Regions from separate parts of the Mus musculus genome. Here regions 1, 2, 3, 5, 6 and 7 are each linked to region 4. The links are chromatin contacts, called in public ChIA-PET and promoter capture Hi-C maps. All regions are on one chromosome and are shown on one strand. The core of a region is the stretch at or near the end of the contact, and the rest is flanking DNA. Distances in the headings are between cores, read along the strand shown.

Region 1 (3,380 bases), core at 747-3,246, 890 kb after region 4:
GCTAGGATGGAGGTGTGAAGATGGAGACAGTGGGTGTGGGACCGAGTCATGAGGTACTTTATAGGAAAAACCTTTACCGTCTACTTCAGCACCATTTATGCATGTGTTTTATTTTAAACGAGGTTGTGGGCTGGAGAGATGGCTCAGCGGTTAAGAGCGCCGACTGCTCTTCTGAAGGTCGTGAGTTCAAATCCCAGCAACCACATGATGGCTCATAACCATCCGTAATGAGATCTGATGCCCTCTTCTGGGGTATCTGAAGACAGCTACAGTGTACTTACATATAATAAATAAATATTAAAAAATAAAATAAACGAGGTTGTTTCAGATTTCAGGGGGTATAGAAGAAGACAACAAAGAGAGTAAACATTGCTGGGCATGGTGTCACACGCCTTTAATCCTAGCAATTGGGAGGCAGAGGCAGGTGGATCTCTATGAGGCCAGCCTGGTCTACAAATTGAGTTCAGGACAGCTAGGGCTGGCTACACTGAGAAACTCTGTCTTGAAAATAAGTAAACAAAACAACAAAACAAGAAGGAGGGGGAGGGGGAGGAGAAGGAAGAGGAAGAAGAGGAGGGAGGAGGAGGAGGAAGAAGGAGAGGAGAAGAAGAAAAGAAGGAAGAAGGAGAAGGAGAAGAAAAGAAAAAAGAAAGAAAACGTTTGGTTTATATAACCTAGATTTTTCAGGCATACAGAGTCAGACTCATGAACGTTTGTATAAAGTATTGGAACTAATGGATATTTTGTTTTGTTTGTTTGTTTGTTTTTTCCAGACAGGGTTTCTCAGTATGGCTGTCCTGGAACTCACTCTGTAGACCAGGCTGGTCTTAAACTCAGAGATCTGCCTGCCTCTGCCTCCCAAGTGCTGGGATTAAAGCCGTATGTCAAGGCAATAAACAAAGTCTAAGAGCTTGTCAGGATGACCAAGATACCTGAGCCTACTTCCCTGTCCTAGCCCAAAATCACATTCTTGCCTGAAATCTACTTCTTTGTTCCACCCTAAAATTAGATTCCTACCTGAACTTACTCCCTTGTCATGGCCCAATGTCAGATTCCTGCCTGAATCTCATTTTCTTGTCCTTGACCAATGTCAGATTCCTGTCAAACGCCCCAAAAGCCGCTTTTACACCCCCCACATATGTATAATTTTGAGCATCTGTATGATAACTTACTAAATAGATGTCTCCTAGTTTATTTGCAGATACCTACCTGATGGATATTTATTTAGGTTGTTTCTGACATCTCATATAACAAACAATCTCTTCCTATACTCATTTTGGAGCACAATATTTTCTTAGAATACATTTTTTGCTAGGAAAATTGCTAGGTCATTGACAAAACAATGTAGGTTTAATGATACAGTCATGTTCAGTTCCACTGACGTGGTAGTAGTATGTGTGGTATCAAAGTTGGGGACCAGCGGACTTTTAGGTTCTTGGTCTGTTCCTTTGAAGGCCAGGGACAGTTACAACCTATGCTGGCTTTCTCCAAGGAGTTTCTTTTAACAAGATGCAGCGCTGTGCCATATTAGCACGGTGGGTTAGAGACTTGTCCAAGCTAATCTTTCAGCTTTGACGCGCCTGCAGGGGCTTCCACTTCCAAGGCAGCCCCTAGGATTCCACCCCCCTCTACCCTCCCCCTAACGAGGGAAGGGCGTGTTAGGGAACAGCTCAGGCGGGCAAAGATTGCACCATCCGCCGTTTGAAAAGGAAGTCGAAAAAGCACAGAGAACAAAATCGTAAATCCCACACATCCAGCCCCTGCAGCAGCCGGGGTCCGGGTTCTACTCAGTTCATTACTTGGCGAAGAGATCGGGATCCCTTCTCTGCCACCTCCACCCCAGCCTAACCTTGGGCTGGGCATTGGCCCTTTAAGAAGCTGTCACGGTGGCGCTATTGGTCCCGCCCATCTGAGGGGAGGGCCGAATGGGAGGGGAGGGTTCTCGGTTGAAGCCCGAAAAAGGGGGGGTCTGAGCCTATTTTTAGCTCGGGGTCGGGTCACGTGACGAGAGTGACGTCTCCGAATGTTGTTGTTGGTGGCGGCGGCGAGCGGAGCCGGAGGAGCCGCCGCAAAGATGGAGGAGCCGTCGAGGAGGCGCTGCCGCTGCTGTTGCCGCCGCTGCTGCCGCCGCCGCCCGCGAAGCCGGAGCTCGAGCCGCAGCGGGTGAGCGCGCCGCACCCGCCAGGACCCCACCTCCCACGGCCCCGGGACGCCCCGCAGCGTCCCGTCCTCCCGCCGTCGCTGCCCGCGGGCTCCCCGCGACCCTGTCCTTCCTCCCGGCGCGCGCGCCGAGCCAGCCCGCACCCCCAGGGAGCGTCGCTGGGCCCGGGGAGTGTCGCCTTTGGCTCGCCGCGCGCGCCCCTCCTCATCCCTCCCTTGCAGGGCTCCTTCTCTGCAGGTAAGGGAGGGGCCGATTTTCCCGCACCCCGCACCCCGCGCCCCCAAATGTCCCGCAGACCGGCCGGGGATGTCTGATTTGTCTCCTCCCCGGCGGCTCATAATCCGTTGCAACTGCGATTTGAGCCTTGCAACCCGCATTCTGGGCAGACCCTCTCTTCACTAGACACCCCTTTCTTGTTACTCTGAGGTGAGGGGCGCAGCCCACCCACAGTGCTTCTCCAAGTGGCGAAGAACATACCCTTGATTTTATGTCCTTGACGTCCCTGCAGGTGGAAGAGGACTGCGGGGCCCATCTTACTTGTCTGTGCTATTCACCCCCTCGCCTGTGAGGCGTTACTGCGTTTATTACCACCCTCTTCTGTCTGACACCCTGGAGCTCGGGAAAGAGCTGGGAGATGAATTGGTGATCTTTCTTGGCTAGGGCAGATCTCCCCACCCCACTCCCGCGCCCAGTTTTCATCTTGGGTTTGTTTCTCATGGGGCAGAGGTTCTAATAGTGCCTTGTTAACTTGGGGGAGTCGGCTTCCCCCCTCCCCACCCATCCCTGGGGCCCTCAGGAAGATGAGAACTGGCTGGACGATAAGTAATTAATCTAAGAGCTGGGGGGGGGCGCGGGGAGTGTGTTTCATTTCGGGGAGAAGGTGACCACTTCATGTCCCTGCGTTTGGCCTTCTGAGATGAGCTTTGTCCCTGAAGAGGAAGGATAGCAGCTGCAGTTGCTTTTGGGGTGTGTGTGGTGTGTGTGTGTGTAGTGTGTGTAGTGTGTGTGTGTACCCATCACTCTGGTAGTGACCACTATGCTTCTGGGTCCTGGAATTAGCTTTGGATCTTGGGAATGGGAATGGAGAGAGGGGTTTAGGGATCAGTGGGAGGGGAAGATAGAGTTAGATCCTAGGAACAAAAGGAGGCAGGGATGGGAGATTGGTTTGGGCCAGAAGACCTCTGGCTAATCCTTACATTGGAACCTGTTGGCCCTCCAC
Region 2 (3,132 bases), core at 474-2,973, 580 kb before region 4:
CAGTCAGCACTAGCAAATGGCACAAGGAATTGGAAAGGCAGGGAAAGTTACTGAGACTGATGCATTCAGGCCCTGAAGACCTGTGGCATTATAAATAATAACAGCTTTGTTTTCTTTTGTTTTTCATGGTGGTCAGAAATAGCACATTCAAAAATAAAGGACAAGAACAGGTATAGTTACTGGGCCCACAGTGGATAGTATAAGGAATCTTTGCTGTATTTATTACAAAAAAAGGGAATATTATAAAAATGAATACCATCCATCCTGGCAGCAAAGTCATGGTGGCAGGCAGCTTCATGGTGCTGGGAATGGAGGCAGCTACTCACTGCACCTCAGCTGAGCAGAAAACAAAGGAGAAGACTGGCACTTTCCCCCTATTACTTATTTTTTTCCTGTTCTTATAAATCTGTAATATAATTTAAAATCAAAATGCCTATAGAGCAAAGACCCACAAAGATTTGACCTGGGACCTCACACAAGTCAGAGACAATTCTACTGAGACACACACAAGCACACATATACATACTTCCCTGTGCATCCCTCACCAGCAAAGTACTAAAAAACTAAGGATACAGCCTTTTATCTATGCCCCGCCCCCACGCTACTCAACCTTAGCTAAAGTGCACCATTCCCACAAACCCTCTATCGGTTCTTGAAGGCCCCCCATGCTTTCTTGATCCATGAACCCCTACTGCTCTTCTCCAGGCAAATGGTCCTTAGTCATACCCTAAATGTTGATTGTTAATTCAGCTTTAAAATAAGGACTTTCTCAATAGACAGCGAAACACCAGGAATGTGTTTTACCTGGGTTCCTATCCTACATATCTGTGCATGGTGCATAGTAGATGTTCAATAAATGGGAGTGGAACTGGGAAATGTAATGTTAGGGAAAGAATGAATATGGGCGGGCAGTCTCTTGGGACATAAAACTGGGAGGGATGCAGGATACAGGAAAATCCAAGCTTCAGCTCACCAAAGGAAGAGGAACAACTCCTCCCTTGGGAGGAACTGTAGATAAGAACCTAGATGGATGGAAATGAGATGGGCCTAGGTGAAGACAAGTGTTTGAACCTTTCCAAGTCCTAATCCAAATGTCACCCGCCCTTCATGTCTTTAAAAACAATTTCCTATTGACCACAACACCAGCCCAGCTCATTATCTTTGTATTTATTTGGATGTTCTACCATTATCTTTGTACTTATTTGGAATGTTTATTTGTATACAGATCGTAGTTCCTTCTCTAGTCCAACCTCTTGAAGAACAGGGAAATTTTGGTTGTTCCACGTCATATGCTAACCACTCACTCACTGTGGGTTTACTAAAAATGAGCCGGAGATGGGAAGACTAGTGGGCGGACTAGTTCGAGGCAGGAAAAGCACGCGTCGTGAGGAAGTGAGATTCCCCAGACCTGTAATTACACACTCCAAGGAGAAGCCAAGCCCGACCGCGGGGCGGAGAGCGACGTAGAGAGTCGCCGGCGACTTCTCGGGGGAGGCTCTGACGTCAGTGCCTCGCGACCGTCCTCTCCGCTACCTGATTCAATCCCGGAGCTGGACTTTAGCAAAAAACTCACCCCCGCCGCTCTCCGCGAGCTCCGGCCCGGAGCCACACCCATCCCTCGCGTCCCGCTTTCCTTCCGCGCAACCCCGTCTCCGACCTCACAACCACCACGGGACAGGCACACTCGCGGGCGCCCTACTCAGCAGGGCGGGCCCTGAGACCGGAAGCCGGAAGTGGGGTTGTGAGGACGTGTTCCGAGGAAGCCGCAGGCCGGCTAGGCCGGCGTCATGGAGCCCCTATACCAACAAACGAACAAGTGAGGGCTGCGTCGGGGAGCGGGCTGGGCTCCGCCCGGGCTGCGGCCCCTAGGGCTCGGGGCTCTGGGGACTGTCATTGTGGAGGTTTCCGCTCGGGCTGCTCCGCATCTCTTAGCCCCTGGTGCGATGCTCTTAGCCGAAGGGGATCGAGCCGGGGCGCGAAGGCTTGGGCCCGGTAGCTCTTGGCCGCAAGCCGTGACTGCCTATTGGCAAGGGAAAGCAGCGCCCCTAGGTTACAGCACTTGATCCAGCACCTGCCAGCTTAGTCCTCCGGGTTGGTAGAGCTTAGAGAACAGAGAAAACTGTTGCCGAGGCTTGTGTCTATGAATCTATTGCTTAAGTGGGAGTGTCAGGGGTTGTACGAAAGAAGTATTTTGTGTACTTGATTGGACATTTAAAGAACTTATTTTTGTGACACAAAGACGGGCAGGTAACTAGTGACTATTTTTGTGAGTCATATCTGATTACAAGTTAGCCTTAAGGAAATTGAAATTGAGTCTTAGATTAGCTTTTCATAACTAAGTTTCCTTGGTGGGTCCTTTTTTTTTTTTTTTTTTTTTTTTTTCCATACCGTCCTTTGTTTTGGGAACTTGCAGTGTTATGCAGCTAGACACCATGAGGGGCCACATACCTATGTTAGTTTAAGAACTTTCTATTGATTGTATGACAGCACTGAAAAATCTTATTCCTTGGGCCTGAAAAATGACATAAACTAGTCATCCTGCCTCCCCAGGAAACTCATAACAAAAAGAATGGAAATAAGATGGTGGTTATTCTCTTTTTACCTTTTTTTTTTTTAAATTTGTTTATTATATGTAAGTACACTGTAGCTGTCTTCAGACACCTCAGAAGAGGGCATCAGATCTCATTGCAAATGGTTGTGAGCCACCATGTGGTTGCTGGGAATTGAACTCAGGACCTTCGGAAGAGCAGTCAGTGCTCTTAACCTCTGAGCCATCTCTCCAATCCCCCTTTTTACTTTTGTCAACAAAATGTTTGATTTGGGTGGGGGAAAATAAACTACATTGTAATGACAATTTGCATATTATATAATAAGTGTAGGAAGAGATTTTAAAAGACTATCCTGTGAGTCACGTGGAAAAGGAATGAGGCAGAAAATTGCCCTCATTTACTAAGAACGGATCCTTTCCATAGCAAGACACATGGACCTAGCAGAGCGGTGAGTTAATCTGCTAGTTGCTGAATTGACAGAACAGTGTCAGAACATACTCGTCTCACTAGAACTTTGAACTGATTCTGTGATTATCTCTAACTGTGAAGGTACGTTGACATAAAATCGATTATTTAAAGTCAT
Region 3 (3,378 bases), core at 578-3,077, 840 kb before region 4:
TTCACTTCCCAGCACCCCACATGGCAGTTCACAACTGACTGTAACTCCAGTTCAAGAGGATCTGGCACAGACGTGCAGGCAGGACACCAATGCACATTTCTTTTGTTTTGTTTTGTTTTGTTTTGGTTGAATTTATTTTTTTTATTTTTTATTTTTTTAAAGATTTATTTATTTATTATATGTAAGTACACTGTAGCTGTCTTCAGACACTCCAGAAGAGGGCGTCAGATCTTGTTACGGATGGTTGTGAGCCACCATGTGGTTGCTGGTATTTGAACTTCAGACCTTCGGAAGAGCAGTCGGGTGCTCTTACCCACTAAGCCATCTCACCAGCCCCCGGTTGAATTTATTTTAATGTGTGTTAGAAAACAATAAACACAGAAAACAGACTTCACCTTAAGAACGCAAGCTCCCAGTTTCTTTTAGGTCTTACTGGTTTCACTGTTAGGTATGTTATATCAATGAATTTAATAATCTTTCAGATGCAAAACTTGAGTAGAATTTCAATGCTAAGATGATATAAGAACGTAGATCCTGTACAGAATTCTTGGAAAGAGAGGTAACTCTTGAGCAAATATAATTTTTGCTTAGTTCTGAGTCCTTTCTTAGAGACACTCATTACAGTGAAGATATTGATAGTGTGAATGGTTCTGACTTACTGACTTACCAGTTACTAAAAACTGGTCCCTATCTTGACCACCCTAGCATAGGAAATACCCCTGTAGCTCCCTTTTATCCCTGTCGGTGTGTACACCCTTTTGTTTGCTGTTCCCTGGGCCTGCTGAGTGCTTCTCAGGACTGATTAGGCTGCACCCCCTACCCCTAGTATCTCCCTTTTAGAGTATTTCAAGGTCTTCAGGTTTGCTCCCAGGAAGAGGTACCCATTCCATCCCAGAGACTTTCCTCTAAGAGGGTTCCTCCAACTTTACTTTTCCTTTTAGGGAGTAATCTTATTGAATATCTCATGTATTCTCATAGATATCATGTCTTATTTTTACATGTTGCATACATTTTAAATGACATTATATATTTGTAAGGGGACCCAAGAGTACTTTAGAGAAAAGTGCTGAAGAGGACATAAGGGAACGGATATGAGGAGGCTATGTCAAACATTCCTCCTTAACCCTGAAGTCCTGCTACATGCTAAAAGTCTCACTTTCAGCCTTGGCAGGACAGGGTACACCTGTCTTGTTTCCTGTGTGAGACTTTTACTGCTGTGCTGCTTATAGAACTATCTTCTGGTATTTTGTCTTATCCAAATCATTTTAGTTTTTCTGTGGCATTGTTTTTTTTTTTTTCCTGAGGACTCAAAATAGAGTTTTGAACATGCAGAGGTGGATGGCGGAATACCAATGCACGTTAAAACAAACGAACAAACAAACACCTTAAAAAAGATAGAAGTTGTGCTTATAAATGAAAATATCGAACTATAAAGCTAGCGCATATATAATTATGATTCACTCTCAAAACAAGTGTGCCTGCAAAGAAAAGCTCGGATTCGAATAGAATCCGAATTCAGAACCAGCTTTTAGCTATTGCGCGCCCCCTCCACAGTCCCCTTTGGGGGAAAGGCCAGCAACCACGCGGGGTTTTCTCGGCGCATTCTGTTTTAAGAGGTCTGGAAGCAGAAAGCTAAAAGTCCATTAAAAGGCCACGTGGCCAGCTTTGTGAAAACCGGGTAGCAGTGAGGCGGCCAGCTTGTCTTCAGCCAAAATGGCGGTGCTCGGACTGCGCGCTCGCACGGGATGGGGAAGGGCGTCGGGGACGCGGCCGGGCGCGGGCGCGGCCTCCCGGCGGCTGCGCGCCTGCGCGAGGGCCGGCTGCCGGCGAGCACGCGCGCGGCGGAGGCGGGCTCAGCAGAGTGCGGAGCTGCAACCTGGGAGCCGGACGTGTCCGCGAAGATGGCGGGCCGGGTGAGTGGCGGCCGGGCAGCCCGGGCTCGCAGCGGATCGCCCGAGGTCGCGACTGCTGCGAGGTCCACGAGGGCTCCGGGGAAGGGGCGCGAGGCTGAGCACCCAGGAACGCTGAAGGAAGGGAGGTCAGAGCAACGCTGGAGGCGAGACAGTGTAGCTGCGGCAGGGGATTAGCTCTGCTCAGAAACTCTGTCCTCCCCGAGGGTTGTCTCTTCGTCCCCCGGGTCTCCAGTGCTTCCCTTGTCATCCCCTGGGGCTCGTTTCTCTCGTCCTTCAAGCATCTTGAGGGTAGTGGCCACTGGAGCCCCCCTCTGACGAGCGCTGTGTGCCCTCCACACTCCTCCGAGGGTTTCTGAGGTGGCACTGCCGGATAACCGCGGGGTGTAGTCTGCTGCAGTCAGGGCGAGGGTGTGGGAACCCATTTCTAGTTCTTCCTAAATGAATGTTATGAAAAGAGGAGGGGAGGTCTGCAAATTACTTTTACGGCTAACCTTAGACCATCTCCTGGGGAGAAACATATCAGCTGTGAAGCAGCAATGTCTTTCGTGCAGATGGACTTGGGGTGTCACGTTTTGTTTTTCTAAATGACAGTCGATTCGAATGCAGCAGGCTGTGTTGTAGTCTCAGGGATTTACATTTTACTTCCCCATTAAGCTCGTAGGACGGCGGGGTAGGATTGGGGTTGGCGAGGAGAGATGGGGCCAGGTCACTGCTGTTATTGCAGTAGGCATCAGAGCTAATATCGCTGATGGATGGATCCTGCCCAGAGATTGCCCTGTTCGAAACCTGGGGACATTAACTGCGTCATTACAGACTAACGTTGTGCTTGACTGATTCACTTACACCTGAATATTTGAATAAGTTTGCATACATGTATGCATATATGTAAATGTCCTGTCTAAAGAGAATTGTAGGTCATGAGATTCTAAAGTCCCAAAGAGACGGTAGAGGTCATCAGACTAGCTCCATCTTTTTCTCTTCCTTTTTTCATAATCCCCCTTTTATCTCAAGCTGACCCTTTTAACTATTTCAGGGTCTGTTTTTGCCTCCTCAGGAGCCCCTCTCCTGAATCATCAGCCCTTCTGGAATGCACTGGTCTCTTAAACCCTCCCTCTGCCCCCACAGACTTTTCCTCTAACCATTTTTTTTCCCCCAGTGGCAAAGTCTGGTGATTTTCTGTGTGTGTTGACTCTCATTTGCCTACCACCTGCTACCTCCTGGGCCCACCACAGTCGGACTGAAATGCATCCCTAAAATTCATGCCCATTTCCCAATCCTTGTTACACGTGATGTCTCAGAGCGTCTGACAGTGTTGCCCGTCTCCTCCTTAATGGAAGACATTCTTCCATGGCTTCAGTAATGCTGGGCTAATGTTTTGACTCATCTCTCTTTCGGAGTCACCTTCCTCCTCCCTGTCATTCAATTCCCACACTCTGTTTTATCTCCTCTCCTCAGCTAATCCCTT
Region 4 (3,224 bases), core at 541-3,040:
CGATTTTCTCTTCTGATTATGTGTCATAAAAAGGTCCGCTGTCTTATATACACATGTATATAATGTTACATTCCAGCACTGTAAAAAGTCCCCTTTGCCCCCTCCCCCCAAAAGTTTTCAGTCTAGTCGCCGAACTTGGAAAGAGGCGCTCGCTCCTGCTGCCGGTGCAGTTCGTTCTCGGTCAGCAGCTGGAGGTTCTCAGCGCGCAGCCGGTCCAGCTCTAGCTCGAGCTCCCGCACTCGCGCGTCGACGCCTCCCAGCCGCTTGCTTTCCAGCCGCAGCCGGTTATTTTCGTCCTCCTTGCGGGAGAGGCACTTCTCCAGCTCCAGGTACTCTTTGATGAGCTCCTGCTTGCTCATGTTCTGCAGGCTCTCGGCGTGGTACCGCTCGTACGTCTCCGAGAAGTCCCGCTGCAGAAACTCGCTGCCGTCCCCTCCCATGCCATCGCTGCCTCCGTCTTCCTCACCAGCTTCTTCCACAAAATCCTCATCGCTGGTGTCGTCGGATTTGGCGGCTGCCCGCTTGGGGTAAAGGCCGGTTTTGAGATCAGGCTCCTCCTGATCGTGGTCATCCATGAGGAACTGCGTGGTGTTATAGGGCGCAACTGGCTGGCCCTTGGCGAACATCTCGGCTCGAACCCGCGAAGCTCGCAGGCTCTGCTTCTCGTCGAACTTTTTCTTCTCCTCCCAAGTCAGCTTGTAGTAGGGCTTCCAATGCCGCTTCTTCTTTGAGGGGCGTCTCCGATGTTTTTTCTTGCCCAGCTGTCTCTGTTGCTGTCCCCATGGCTCCTCGCCTCCGGCGGCAGGAGCCTCCTGCTTGGTGGCCTCCGAGTCATGACCTGGCTGCACGAGGGACTCTGACATCGGCTCTCCCTCCGCCGACGGGGAGGCACCGCCAGTGGATAAGTCCTCCCCATTCTGGCCCTTCTCGCCCTTCTCCAGGGAGCTCAATTCTGGACAGGCATTCGTCTGCAATGGGGGCAGCTGGTGCTTCAGGCCCCCTTCTCCCTCCTGCCCTGGACGGCTACCGGACTGCAAGGACGCTCTCGATTGCCACCTACTGTCCTCCTTGGGCACCCGTTCCTCCGCGCTTGGGGGGCGCTCAGAGGTATGCTCTTCATGGACAACAGCAGCACCTGTACAGTTGCTAGTTTGAGGCTGGTGTTGATGTTCTGTCAAGAGTGGCTCGGCCATGGCTTAGTAGAGTTCTCTTCTGGAAGTTTGAGAAATTCTGGCTTAAGGAAAGAGGTTTTTCTTTCTTTTCAAAATATGTCCAACAAAGTCCTCTTCGGTCAGTAATTTCTGCAGTGACGCCTTCCGTCCGTCCTGTCAGCAAACTCCAATCGCAACTTGGAGTCCAGTCAATAAAGGGTTAAGCGCACACAAGCGTGGCCAACTAGCAGGTCCGGGGGTTCAGCAGCAGGCACCGTATGCAAATATGCAGAGGGGTGGGCTTCACGCCTCCCCGCCGAGTGCTCCCACAGACGAGGAGTTGGTGCGCAAGGAGAGGAGGTTTAAGTCCAATGGGTTAAACCCAACCCGAAAGGGTTAAAACTACCCGATGACGCTGCCTCGGAGGGGCCGAATCCACAAAGGGTTAAATCCCCTGCCGCAGAGCCCACAAGGGGTTAAAGTCCCAGAGCCGCCACCTCCCACTTCCACGGGTGTCGCTCCAACCCGAGCTCCCAGTTCCTCAGGCCGGGCCGGAGCCTTAGCCGAGGACAGACAAACTCATCTCCCCTCTGGCTCGATGCTCCGCTCAGTTCTCCTCCGCCTCCTCCTCTTTTCCTCCCTCCCTCCCTCCCCCTTCAGACAGCTCTTCTTCCGCCTCCTCCTCCGGCTTCCCCTCCCAACCTGACTTTCCACCTGCCAACTTCCAACTGCTGTCTCCAAGCCCTCGGCGCCTCTTATATATAGAAGCTTGTAAGCCCCGCCCATGCGCATGCGTAACGGAGTCCAGGTGTGGGGCAGCCGGGAGTCGTAGTTCCCTTCTTTCGGGCCCGCCGTCCTCGCGCGCCGTGCAACGTAGCCAATCATAGAATGCGTAGGGGGCGTCTCCCAGGCCGCCTTCTTCCATCGCTTAGCTCTCGCTGAAGAAACGTGAGCAGTCATTGGGCAAGAGTTATTCGTCTCTCCGAGGAAGGAAGACCAATTACAGAGGAGATGGGGCGGGTTCTGGACCATACCATTGTGCTTCAGGAATACAAGAAGATTCCATGACCTTTGGGAGCTTATACAGAATATTTTTATTAAAAGGTGCGTTTGAAAATCTACTGTCATATTCTGTTCTCAGCGGAAAGGTTCTGATGGCCATAAACCGTTTTCAACTTATGCAAAAATGGTCTGTCCCTAAAAAGTAGTCCCTAAAGTGTAAAAGAGGATTAAATTCTATAAAGAGAGCTGTTAGTCGTGATTACTGACATTGGATTCTTAAAATTACAATAATGTCTCTGAGGTAGGTGATGGGTTTCTTGGAGAGAGATAAGCGGAAGGATATTTTGGACAACTATTTATTAAAAAGACGAAAAGCGCATGAAGAAGTAAACAAATGAATTAAGAAGTGCCGCCTTAAAGGGACAGTGTGGTGGCCTGCCGAGCATCAGCTTCAGACTAGGCCTCAGGAACTGAGAGGGCGGGTTCGAGTCCTGAGTGACGTCGGTCCTCAGGCTATCCTGGAGGCCCTTAGGTGAGAGCAGCCACCCAGGCCAAGAGCTATCTCCGCACCAGAGGTGAAAGCAAAGTGGTCCTCCGCGGCCGAGCTCTCCGCCTGAGCCCGGATGGGAAGCGCGTGGTGAGGAGGAAGGACTCGCCCCGAACCTCGGCTTCTGCCGAAGAAAATGGCCTCCCGGGGTCGACTTGGCCTCTTCGCTTCCGATACCGCAAACCTTTCCCTAGCCAGGATACTCTGGAGAGATTGGGCCAATTGATGCGAAGTCTGTGTTGGGGAGGAACCCAAAAATCTATGCGTTCCCGAAAAAAGGGGGTGTCATCCACAGAGATGAGGTGTGTGTGTGTGTTGGGGGGAAGGCTTCGAGAAGGAAAGCTGAAGGCCTTCCCTGAAATGGGTGTGCTTGACCCAGGGCCGTAGGGTACATTGGGGGTGAAGTGGGGGTTCTACTCCCCCTTAAAAGGGATTCACATTCTTTTCCCCTACTAGAAGGACCCGAAAAACTCCCTTTAATCCCCTTGGCGTAATTGCCACTTCTCCCTTTGCCTGAGTACCCA
Region 5 (3,442 bases), core at 789-3,288, 870 kb after region 4:
AGCACCAAGTTGGTCCTTGCTTACAATTATTTACACTTTTAGCCTGAGATAGATTAAAAAAAAAAAAAGAAAAGATGAAAGATATGTCCATTGAAAGCTGCCTGCTGGGACTGCTTCAAAGGTCCTGAACTTGGCTGTGTCTCCATCTCAGGGCATCTTTTGCTAGTCCAGGTCACCAACAGTTCCCTACCTCATCTTCAAAGTCCTCTTCCACAGAAAACAACTTCTGAAAACCACACGTCTGAAAAAGAAAACAAAGCACTTGAGACCGGAGGGAAACCACCGCCCGCAGCATCATCCTGTATTCACTACAACCTTTTCCCCAGCTCTAATGTGACCATCTCAAGTATACTGGGTTTCTGGTGTGTCTGGCTAGTACTGGAAGAGGGAAAAGAGAAGAAATTCGATTTAGCTAAAGACTTAAAAATACTCGAGCCGGGCGTGGTGGCGCATGCCTTTAATCCCAGCACGCAGAGGCAGGCGGATTTCTGAGTTCGAGGCCAACCTGGTCTACAGAGTGAGTTCCAGGATAGCCAGGGCTACACAGAGAAACCCTGCCTCGAAAAACCAAAAAAAAAAAAAAAAAAAACTTTCTTTAAAAAAAAAAAACCAAAAAAATACTTTCTTTAAAAAAAAAAACCAAAAAAAAAATATATATATATACACATATATACATATAATGCACACACACAGTTTATCTGAACTACTCCTAGAAAGGGGAGATAGTAAAAGAGAGGCGACTGCTAAGGGAGACAAAGGCAGGGTCAGCATAAGGGTCTCAAGTAGCCCAAGTTGGCCTCAAGTCATTATTATGTTGATAAAGGTAATTTTCAAATCTTATATAAAAAAAATGATTGATTTAGTGGGGGTGGGGTACACTACTGCATGGGTGTGAAGGTGAAAAGAACTTGAGGGAGTCGGCTTCTTCCACCCTATGGGTCCTAGGGATGTAACTGAGGCATCAGAGACAACCACCTTTTACCTGCTCAGCCACTTCCCCAGCCCCTGACCTTGAACTCCTGACCCTTTCCTTTCCCAAAGGATGGGATTACTTGCCTACACCACCTCTGGAAACAGGCCTGAGTATTCTGCAACAGAATCTCAAAGGTTGGTCCAACACAAGAAAGGACCCTGCCTGAAACCCTTGTTTCTGAGGATCAAGCCAGTGATTTCTTTCTACAGAGGACCAAAGCCAAAGGCAAAGTTGCCAAGAGTGTGGACTGCCCCAGTCTACGGTTCTTCTTCCTGGACAGCAGACTCAGACGAGTGTCACACCCACAGCCTGGGTTTTTGGTGGGGGATTGAGGGCGTGTGGCATGGTAGCTGCTGCCTTTAATTCCCAGAACGCCTAAGGCAGAACTTTGAGTTCGAGGCCAGCCTAATCTACATACTGAGTTACAGGATAGCCAGGGGCAGAAAGCCTGTTTCAAGGACCCACCCTCCTCCCAAAAAAATAAAAACAGAGGAGGAGGCGGAGGAGGAGAGGAAGGGAAGGAGGGAGAGGAGAGTTGAATGTTAGTCACCCCAAGATCACGAGGTTGGGGGCAAAGATTCCAAAAGCCAGTGACGTTTGGGCTCGCAGGGATTGATGACTATTTTTCTGTCTGTCTGTAGGTCTGTATGTCCGGGGGAGGTACCTTTCACAAGGTCTCCTGCGCGTTGCGCGCCCTTCCTACCTAGCCCCCAGGTCTGCAGACTACACTCAGTCTCTACCAGGCAGATCCCGTCCTAGCAGACTAGCGAGCCCGGAGCCCAACCCGGAGTCCGGCTTCCCCGGGGCTGGAACGCCTCCTCCCCAGAGCCCGGGCGGCTTAGACGCGGCATTACCATAACGACAGGCCGTGGGCTCGGGCCGGCGGGTCGGCCCGGCCGTGTCAGACTCAAGGGTTCACCTCCAACTCGACCCAGACGTAGAGTAGGGAACTATGTCCGGTCGCATTCCCAGAGCAAGGTCCAAGAGAAGCGTCTTTAAGACCGCAGCGGAAACTGAGAGAGGGGCGCCTAAGAACGTGCACCCAGAGCGGCTTTCAAAGCCGCCGCCAAAACAATAGCTCCGCCCCCTTAAAGGGAAGGCACCAATTTTTATCCTGCCGACACAAAGTCCTTCTTCCTCGGGCCTTCCGCCGCAGCCTTAAAGGGAAAATCAAAGGTCTCTCGGTCGCCCCCAAGCGGTCCCTCTAGTCCAGCCGGCTGCCACGTTCTGGTTGAAAGGGAGCTTGGAGAAATCTTATACACTTTATTCTCCCTTCTTTTTTTTTTTTTTTTTTTTTTTTTTTTGTTGAGCACACTGGTGATTTGAGAGTGACTTCATCCTCACCAGAACGCAGCCGATCGTGTAGCCCAGGCTGCCCTCTAACTCACTTTGTAGCCGAAAATAACCTTAACTCCATATTGTTCTTCCTCTACCTCCCAAACGCTGGGGTGGCTGGTTTTATGTGGTGCTAGGGATGGAACCGGGGAGGGCGGCGGGGGGGGGGGGGGGGTTCACACTTTGTAGGCCAAGCTGATTGGTAGAGACAGGAAAAGGTAGAGAGCCTCATGCGCCATCATCCTCTGGTGAATGAGGAGGGATTGAACGATTTTGGGCCTTGCACGTGCTAAGCAAATGTTCAACACTAAGCTAATAATACGCCCAGCCCTAAAGAGTTTCTACGACAGAAAAATGTGTGCCTTCTTTGCATGTTAGAAAAATAGGCCTGAAAGCTGGGAGTGCATTCCAATGGTCAACATTGTACTAAGCGTCTTCAAGACTCTGGTCCCAGCTACCATACATACATACACTGCAGAAAAAACGAACAAACAAAAACATAAACAAAATTACTTTGGAGGCCATGCAGGGACTGGAAGGTAAGGCCTGGCTCAAGCATATAAGGCAAGTAAGACTGAATGAAGAGATCCGGGAAAGACAGGGTGTGTCTTTTCCTCAGAGCACAGTAGCCGTCTGAGCCATAGAAATATGACTAAATTGGTGGATTCTTCCTCAGAACAAGGCACATGTGTACAAACACATGATGCTTTGCACATAATTATAGGGGGGTTGTCTTCCTGAAGCCTCTAGTCAAGAACTCAGTCCCAGACAGGTGGTGGTGGCCCACGCCTTTAATCCCAGCACAGAAGGAGGCGGATTTCTGAGTTCAAGGCCAGCCTGGTCTACAGAGTTAGTTCCAGGAGAGCCAGGGGTACACAGAGAAACCCTGTCAAAAAAAAAAAAAAAAAAACCAAAAAAAAAACAAAAAACAAAACAAAAAAAAAACCCTCAGTCCCCTGGAATTCTAGGAAGCAAAATGGTATAGCAGTTAAACTGTAGATGCTGAAGTCTCGATAGCTGGGTCATAGGCTCTCAACTCTACCTCCTCTTTGCTATGTGAGCATGTGAGCTTGGTCAGGGTCATACCTGGAATCACATAGTACTCCAGGACTCTTGGCTGTTATCATTCCAGGT
Region 6 (3,261 bases), core at 734-3,233, 710 kb after region 4:
ACTGGGAGTCATGTTGCTGAGGCAGTGACCTCATTGAGAGCAAATAGGATCTTTTGAGTGACTTCAGGGGACTCTTTTCTCATCTATAAACTGGAAGTTGGGGTAAGGGGTGGGCAAAGAATTAATTACCGCTGGTTATGGTCTTTCATGCCTGTAATCCCAGCATCTGGGAGGCAGGAGTTCGAAGTAATTCTTGCCTAAACATGGAGTTTCGGGTTAGCCTGGGCTATGAGTCACTGCTTCAAAACAAACAGAAAATAAAGCCAAACCCCAAATCATAAACAAGAAAGGGAGGGAGGGAGAGAGGGAGAGAGAGAGGGGGAGAGAAGAGATTATACACAGGGCCTTCAGTTTTCTTCTCTACAGAATAGAAAAATCATCTCTGCTCAGAAACGTGGTAAAACATTAACTTTGAGGTTGAAATGGCCTTAGCAGGCGCTGGATTCCCAACTGAACCGACAGCTTATGAAACGACTTTTGTGTTACCTTTTTTTTTTTTTTTTTTTTGGTTTTTCGAGACAAGGTTTCTCTATATAGCCCTGGCTGTCCTGGAACTCACTTTGTAGACCAGGCTGGCCTCGAGCTCAGAAATCCGTCTGCCACTGCCTCCCAAGTGCTGGGATTAAAGGCGTGCGCCACCATGCCCAGCTTTTGTGTTACTTTTAAGCCAGGTTTGGGGTGAGAGGACACAGGATAGGACAGGGCAGCACAAGCGACACTTCACTCGTGACTCTCCTGCCGCCTCTGCCTCACGGCCAACCGACTGCCCGGGCCTTTTGATCATTGGCTGCTTTCCTAACTACCCGTTTGCTCTCACTCCGCCCCCAAAGCTGGAGGATCCGAGCCATGGAAATGCCGAAAGGGTTTTCTCAGGGTAAAGTTATGGTTGGCCACTTGGAATCCACGTGCTAGCTGGGCTGGCTGGGCGGCTCCAGCGCGGTCTGCAACCAGTTGGGGACTGAGGGGCGGAGACGGTAGTGACGTCAAAGCCGCGGCCTTTTCTTCTTAAAGGTGCAGCCTCACACCGCGTGTTCCAGTTTCTGTTAACACCGTTTTAGCTTGGAAGTCTTAGAGGCGAGGCGGGCGGTGGGGTGCCGGGTACTGAGCTGGTGCGGAAACAGCGCTGTTTGCAAGCCCACCGGGGAAGGCAGCGGCAAAAGTTTTAACTTGAGTCCATTTCATTTTCTGTAAAATGGGGGTACCTACGTCTGTAATTACCTACTATGAAAAGTTTTGGTAGAGGCCATTTCTGGCCTACATTGGAAACTATGCCAGCAAAGGTTACGTAGATCGTCTTGGGGGAAAGAAACAAAAAACTTCTAAGTATTAAAAGTGGTAACAGTCTAAGATCTGTCGCGAAACACTGGTTTTCTTTCTTGCTCTACGTTCTCTGTGTCCTCGGCCCAAAGAGGTCCTGTAAATTTGCCCAGGGCCACACCACGTCTAGCCCAGGTTGCAGGTCGGCTGACAAGGCTGCCCTGCAGGTCATAAAGCGTTCTGGGGTTGCAACCCCGTTTCATCATCCGTAAAAGAGGATGGTGATTCCAGCCAACAGGCTCGCCATAAATCGTAAACTCCCGCCACGGAGCTAAGTGGGCAGATGTTTGCCATTGCTGTCCCACACTCTGATGACCTTGAAGAACCGACCCTCGCGGCAGCTGCCTCGTAAAAGGACGCGGAGCAGCAATACCCAAGCGGTCAGGAAAGTTCCAGCGATCGCAGGTCTGGACTCCCCGGACAACACTCCTGCAGGGCGTGGGCAGAGGAGAGCTACTGGAGCCGGGTGCAAGCGCCGTCCAGTCGGCGACCTTGACCTGCCGGCCGCAAGGAGCGCGGGGCCGCGGCGACCCGCCCACGCGGCCGCGGCGCAAGGGCGGAACTGGGGGGGTGGGAGGAGGGCCGCGAGTGGGCGGAGCTCGTTGCACTCCGTGCGCGCGGCCGGTCGGCCACGGGGCGGGGCTTCGCCTTCTGGGGGCGGAGCCGGTCTCACCGCTCTCCCGGGCGGCCGCTGTGCGAAGCGGGCACGCGCGGACCCTGCACCGGCCGCGGAGCCGCTATGGGCCCGCCAGGCCCCTGGCGTGGCGCGGCGCAAGGACCGGCTCCGAGCCAGGTGGGCGGGCCTGGGCTGGAGTGGGTTCTCCGAGGGTCCCCGGCTGGGAGGGGAATCGAGGCCGCGGGAAGGGGGTGGGCCTCTCCGTGAACCCCTTTACTGGGCCTGGGCATGGAGTGCGGCCGAGTCTCGGTGAAAGGGTTTGTTACTAGGTCTCTGCTTCCATCTCCGCGGCTTGTGTTTAAGAGAGAGAGGAGGCAGACAGAGAATGTCCTGCCATCCAGGCCTCACGGCCTGTCCTCTCTGGCCCCAGGCAGGCAGTGTGGGGGAGGGCCAGCAATCTTGGGAAGGAAGGTGGACCTTCCTCTATCAGCAGATTTGTTTACACGTTTCTCTCGGTGCCCGACTCGACCTCTCCTCGCCCGGGGCGCTCATGTGTCCGCCCAGATGTTGGGTGGAGGGGCTCAGGTGTTTGATCTTTCGGCCTCTGGTCTGGAGGAGCATGTGGCTGAGAAAATAGCCATCACTGTCTTTGGCCGACGGCTATTCTAGCTTCTTTCCAAACGAATGACGTAACCTTGAAGGTCACAGCAACCTTTGAGCCTTAGTTTTCCCCTCGGCAAAGTGAGCACATTTCTAGATTTTAAAGATTATAGAGGCAAACTCTGGATGAGACCTGAGTGCGCTGTCGTTAAAGTCCCAGAGCACCTTAGCTCATGCTTGCTCCCCACTCCCCCCACTCAGGCCTGCCTTGTCAGGGGGTAAGCTCCATTTGACTGTGGTGTGTGTTTTCAGGATTGAAATTCCAAGATGGATGATCAGGACCCTGGGGGCATTAGCCCCCTTCAGCAAATGGTGGCCTCAGGAGCCGGGGCTGTGGTCACCTCCCTCTTCAGTAAGACCTGGGGAGATGGGGGATGGGGCAGCTGGGGGTTAATGTGGGCTAAAGGTTGGAGGCAGTTTGGTTCTGATAAAGAAGAGGGTGAGTGGTGTCCTGAAGGAACCTTCAGACCTACCTCCTTCCCCAGTGACACCCCTGGATGTGGTGAAGGTCCGCCTTCAGTCTCAGAGACCCTCGGCAACCAGCGGTGAGTACCAGATCAAGGCGAGCTGCCTGACAAAATAAGGATTTCCCAGAGATGGGGTTCTAGTGGGGGAGGCTGCATTCCTGACCACCAGGGCTGACCTTTGTGTTTCAGAATTGACAACTC
Region 7 (3,413 bases), core at 520-3,019, 670 kb after region 4:
TGATCCCAGCAAAGCATTTTAGCCTTGGGCCTCACGGACGAGAGAAATGTGAGCGGGATTGTAGTGGCTGGGATTTTAGATCTGAATGATCCTGATAAAACTGGGGTGCGGTGGGGGGGTCTCTCTGGGGTGTCTCAGCTCCATGTCAACTCTGGGCTGCCTAGAGACATCAGGAGATCCTTGAACGAAGGCAGCAGTAGCCTCTCTGCCCCACAGATAACTCCTGGCTGTGGCAGGCACAGGGATAATACAGTGGGCAAGCAAGGCAGATTCCAGGGAGCTCTGACAGATTGTGAAGTCGGCTTGAGACCAACACGATGAAATTCACCAAGGAAGAGCGCTAAAGCCTGCACTTAGGTTCCAAAAAAAAAAAAAAAAAAAAAAAAAAAGTTACATAAGCACAGAACTGGGAAATATGGTTACACGGAAATCTCTATTAAAAAGGAAGAGATGCTGCGTGCAATCCCCTCTACCCTTGGCTGGCTACTCCAGGGTCTGAGGTGGGGGGCGGGGGCGGTGAGAAGAAGGAGGAGGAAGAGGAAACAGATGGAAATGAGGGGAGGAGAAAGAAAGAAGGAAAAGAGGGAAAGAGGAAAGGAAGGGATGAAGGGAAAGACCTGGTGACTTTGCCCCCTTAAGTAGAGAGACTTAGTCAGAGGGAAGCCTGCTGCGTCCCCTAGGGGAAGCCATCCTTGTCATAGGTCTCCTGGGTAGCAGGCTGTGCTGAAGAGGTGACTGGGCAGAGAGAACGACGCAAAACAGAAGCTAAGGGATAGTGACAGCCAGAAACGATAAGGAGAGAAAGGTTGTTTGGGAGCTTGTCTTCAAACATGGGGTTCAGCGAAGGAAGATCCAGTTTGTCAATCAGGATGCCGGAACCAATGGGATTCTTTTGTGGGGGGAGGCGTCTGCTTCCACTTCTACAAAACCTCTCTAGCCAGATGTCTCCTCCAGAAGGAGGTCTTATTACTCCAAGGGAGGCAAGCCCCTCCCCGGCCAACAATAGCACCACTTACTGCACCGGTGCACCTGTCAGACTTGTGTCAGAGGACCAGGAACTGGCTATGTAGAGCAAAGTGGCCTTGAACTCACAGAGCTCTTCCTGTTGGGATAAAAGGTGCCTGGCATTCCTCCACCATCACCCCGAACCACCCCTCACACACACCTTGGTATCTCAACCACGTTACTAGGTAGAGATTATTATGATTGTCACTTTAAAGGATAAGTGAGGCTGAATATAGCGGCTTGCATTTGAAATCCCAACACTCTGGAAGCGGAGGCAGGAAAAGGGCCATGAGTTCGAGGTCATTCTGAACTTCAGACCATCCTCTTTAAAGCAAGAGAGGCTAAGAAGGCTGTAAGGAACTTGTCTTGCCTGTTTCTGAATGGAAGTCATGGGGGGCGGGGGAGGAGGCTGACATGACCACAGGTCAGCTTCCCAATGTTGGATGGAGACCGCAGCCTCCTCAACACTACGGAGCTCTCGGTGTGGGAGAAGAAAATTCTCACTCTTTCCAACTACAGCCCTTAGGAGTAGGCAATAGCCATTCTCCTACCCCTCAATTTTACACCACATCTCAAGAGCTCTCCAACCCCAACCCGGGTAATTGCCCCCTAATCGCTGCACTCCATTGCTGTCTGGAATCTTGGGTTACCGGGTGGGGGCTGCCGGGTGGGCTGCAGGCAGAGCCGGGCCTCGAGGGGGCGGTGCCCGCTGGCCCGCCGTGCCGGGTGTCGACTGCAGGGGGCGCTGGCGGCCGCTCCGGGCAGAGACAATCGCGCCGAGCGGGCGCCGCAGCCGGAGCGGGAGCCCAACCCGGAGCTGCACAGAGCGGTGCAGAACTGGGGCTGAGCGGGGCCGGCCGATCAGGGCCGGGCGGCAACGATGGACCGCTAGGGCCCGGCCGAGCCCCGCGATGCCGCCGCCGAGTGGCCCCGGCGTCCTCGCGCGGCTGCTGCCGCTGCTGGGGCTGCTGCTCGGCGGCGCCTCCCGGGCTCCCGGCAAGTCTCCGCCGGAGCCCCCCAGCCCGCAGGGTGAGTATCGGCCTCGAGGGGCGGCGATCGTGGGCCTGTACCCTGTGATCGGCTGCCACCGCTGGCCCCCTCTTCACGGTGCTAGTGACTTGGGATGCATTCTGCTCCCAGGATGGCGGGGGGAAGGCGACCTGAGATCGGTGCTTCTGGGGGAGAGATTGGGGGACTGTTTGCTGCGGGGGTCTTGGGGAGACACAATGGAGAGGGCGAGGGTCTCCAGGCTCGGCGCTGCCGCCTCCTCCGACTTGTTTTTCTCCCTCCTGGTCCGCGAGGCACTGCAGCCAGAGCTATTGTCTGCGGAAGACACCCGCCCAGGGGCGGGCTGGGGCGGGCGCCGGCTCCGCAGCCCCCCGCGGGTCCCTAGCTGCGACCCAGGCTGGGTGGGGGCGCAGACATCGGCTGCCACCCTGGCCGGACTGGGGCTGGGAGCTTAGAGCTGGGCTGCGAGGGGGGAGGGGAGAGGGGGAGTGGGTGAGGCTGTAGGCGGGATTGACTGCTCGAATGGGGTTTTCACCCAGGAGCCTGACAGCTTCTAGCCAATCCCCCCCCAGGTTTAGAATTTGGGGCTCACCGAATAAACACTGATCAGCTCATGCTAGAGGGAGGGGATGCATTTGGAAGGGGGGGGGCGAGTACAGGCGTTATTGTGATTCCCGGCTCAAGGCGCATGGCAGGGCTGTGGTCACGGAGCCATGCTGAGCTGGCTGGCTAGCTGTGGGCAGTACCAGCTGAGAGGGCAGGTGTCTGGGTCCTTGTCCAGCCTGTCTCTTGCTACTACTCTCTTCTACCAGCTTCCCTTCTTCATTTCACTCATTCCCCCGCCCCCAAAGGAGACCCTGACCCTCCTAACGCCTAACCTGGCCCACATGGGTGTGTGAGGTGAAGGTAGAGCTGGCCCCTGCATTGGGAGCTGGACACCCTGACTCCACAGCTCACTCGTGGGTGCTCTGGGCCTCTCTTCTCCTCATCCCTGCTTCCCTCTCCCACCTTTCTGGTTCCTGCGCCACCACCCCACAATTGCTCTTCCTTCCCTGCCTGCGGTTCCATCCTGAAACAGTGTTCTTTGCTCCTTATGCCACCCCCCCCCCACACACACACACACCAGAAGCTAGCAGGAAAGGCGGAAGGCGGGGGTCTGGTTGAGGGAAGTAGGGTCCGGATGAAGGAAGGAGGTCGGATTTCCTCCTGGAACAAGGCAGGGCTAGCCAAGTGGAGAGATGCAGATACTGTATGGAATGCCAAGCTTTGAGGGTGGGGAGGGATCTTCCTGTGCCTCAGTCTCCCCTAATCTCCCAGAGAAGAGGCCCAAGCTAAGAAGCTTCTCCTCCTCCAAGGCCCAGGGGAGGGAGGAAGGGCCCAGGGAATTGGCTGGAATACAG

The links. Promoter capture Hi-C pulls out the DNA fragments that hold promoters and counts their contacts. ChIA-PET counts read pairs in DNA pulled down with a chosen protein or histone mark.
Region 1: a contact with region 4 is called in an RNA polymerase II ChIA-PET map of memory CD8 T cells, with 18 read pairs. The contact joins the promoter of Hdac5 here to the promoter of Hexim1 in region 4. A contact is called at or near these places in 2 of 39 promoter capture datasets (cranial neural crest and second pharyngeal arch cranial neural crest) and 2 of 115 datasets of contacts at active chromatin or transcription factors (memory CD8 T cells and pancreatic cancer cells).
Region 2: a contact with region 4 is called in a promoter capture Hi-C map of pre-B cells. The contact joins the promoter of Gosr2 here to the promoter of Hexim1 in region 4. A contact is called at or near these places in 6 of 39 promoter capture datasets (the 3T3-L1 cell line, the HPC-7 cell line, cranial neural crest and 3 more), 1 of 484 Hi-C or Micro-C datasets (LSK cells), 2 of 115 datasets of contacts at active chromatin or transcription factors (fibro-adipogenic progenitors and memory CD8 T cells) and 1 of 9 other capture datasets (liver).
Region 3: a promoter capture Hi-C map of pre-B cells shows a contact between it and region 4. The contact joins the promoter of Nsf here to the promoter of Hexim1 in region 4. A contact is called at or near these places in 3 of 39 promoter capture datasets (hippocampal neurons, liver and pre-B cells), 1 of 484 Hi-C or Micro-C datasets (cortical neurons) and 1 of 115 datasets of contacts at active chromatin or transcription factors (memory CD8 T cells).
Region 5: a contact with region 4 is called in an RNA polymerase II ChIA-PET map of memory CD8 T cells, with 11 read pairs. The contact joins the promoter of Hrob here to the promoter of Hexim1 in region 4. A contact is called at or near these places in 2 of 39 promoter capture datasets (cranial neural crest and second pharyngeal arch cranial neural crest) and 1 of 115 datasets of contacts at active chromatin or transcription factors (memory CD8 T cells).
Region 6: a contact with region 4 is called in an RNA polymerase II ChIA-PET map of memory CD8 T cells, with 8 read pairs. The contact joins the promoter of Slc25a39 here to the promoter of Hexim1 in region 4. A contact is called at or near these places in 2 of 39 promoter capture datasets (cranial neural crest and liver) and 1 of 115 datasets of contacts at active chromatin or transcription factors (memory CD8 T cells).
Region 7: a contact with region 4 is called in an RNA polymerase II ChIA-PET map of memory CD8 T cells, with 5 read pairs. The contact joins the promoter of Fam171a2 here to the promoter of Hexim1 in region 4. A contact is called at or near these places in 1 of 39 promoter capture datasets (liver) and 1 of 115 datasets of contacts at active chromatin or transcription factors (memory CD8 T cells).

What each region holds. Positions count from the first base shown.
Region 1 is chr11:102,228,788-102,232,167 of GRCm38.p6, reverse strand. Hdac5 (histone deacetylase 5) reads left to right here and starts at 1,996. Exons shown (of 27, transcript NM_010412.3): 1 at 1,996-2,163. Mir8101 (microRNA 8101) reads left to right here and starts at 2,018; the gene lies at 2,018-2,128.
Region 2 is chr11:103,696,314-103,699,445 of GRCm38.p6, reverse strand. It overlaps Gosr2 (golgi SNAP receptor complex member 2), which reads left to right and starts at 1,723. Exons shown (of 6, transcript NM_019650.4): 1 at 1,723-1,816. The coding sequence starts at 1,788. It overlaps C130046K22Rik (RIKEN cDNA C130046K22 gene), which reads right to left and starts at 1,722. Exons shown (of 3, transcript NR_102389.1): 1 at 1,574-1,722.
Region 3 is chr11:103,952,505-103,955,882 of GRCm38.p6, reverse strand. It overlaps Nsf (N-ethylmaleimide sensitive fusion protein), which reads left to right and starts at 1,827. Exons shown (of 21, transcript NM_008740.4): 1 at 1,827-1,913. The coding sequence starts at 1,902.
Region 4 is chr11:103,114,891-103,118,114 of GRCm38.p6, reverse strand. Hexim1 (hexamethylene bis-acetamide inducible 1) reads right to left here and starts at 1,790. Exons shown (of 1, transcript NM_138753.2): 1 at 1-1,790. The coding sequence starts at 1,193. The coding sequence ends at 123.
Region 5 is chr11:102,247,478-102,250,919 of GRCm38.p6, reverse strand. Hrob (homologous recombination factor with OB-fold) reads right to left here and starts at 2,038. Exons shown (of 10, transcript NM_153544.3): 1 at 1,828-2,038; 2 at 191-241. The coding sequence starts at 1,830.
Region 6 is chr11:102,406,239-102,409,499 of GRCm38.p6, reverse strand. Slc25a39 (solute carrier family 25, member 39) reads left to right here and starts at 1,983. Exons shown (of 12, transcript NM_026542.3): 1 at 1,983-2,110; 2 at 2,846-2,945; 3 at 3,079-3,138; 4 at 3,250-3,261. The coding sequence starts at 2,861.
Region 7 is chr11:102,446,019-102,449,431 of GRCm38.p6, reverse strand. It overlaps Fam171a2 (family with sequence similarity 171, member A2), which reads left to right and starts at 1,769. Exons shown (of 8, transcript NM_199200.2): 1 at 1,769-2,034. The coding sequence starts at 1,917.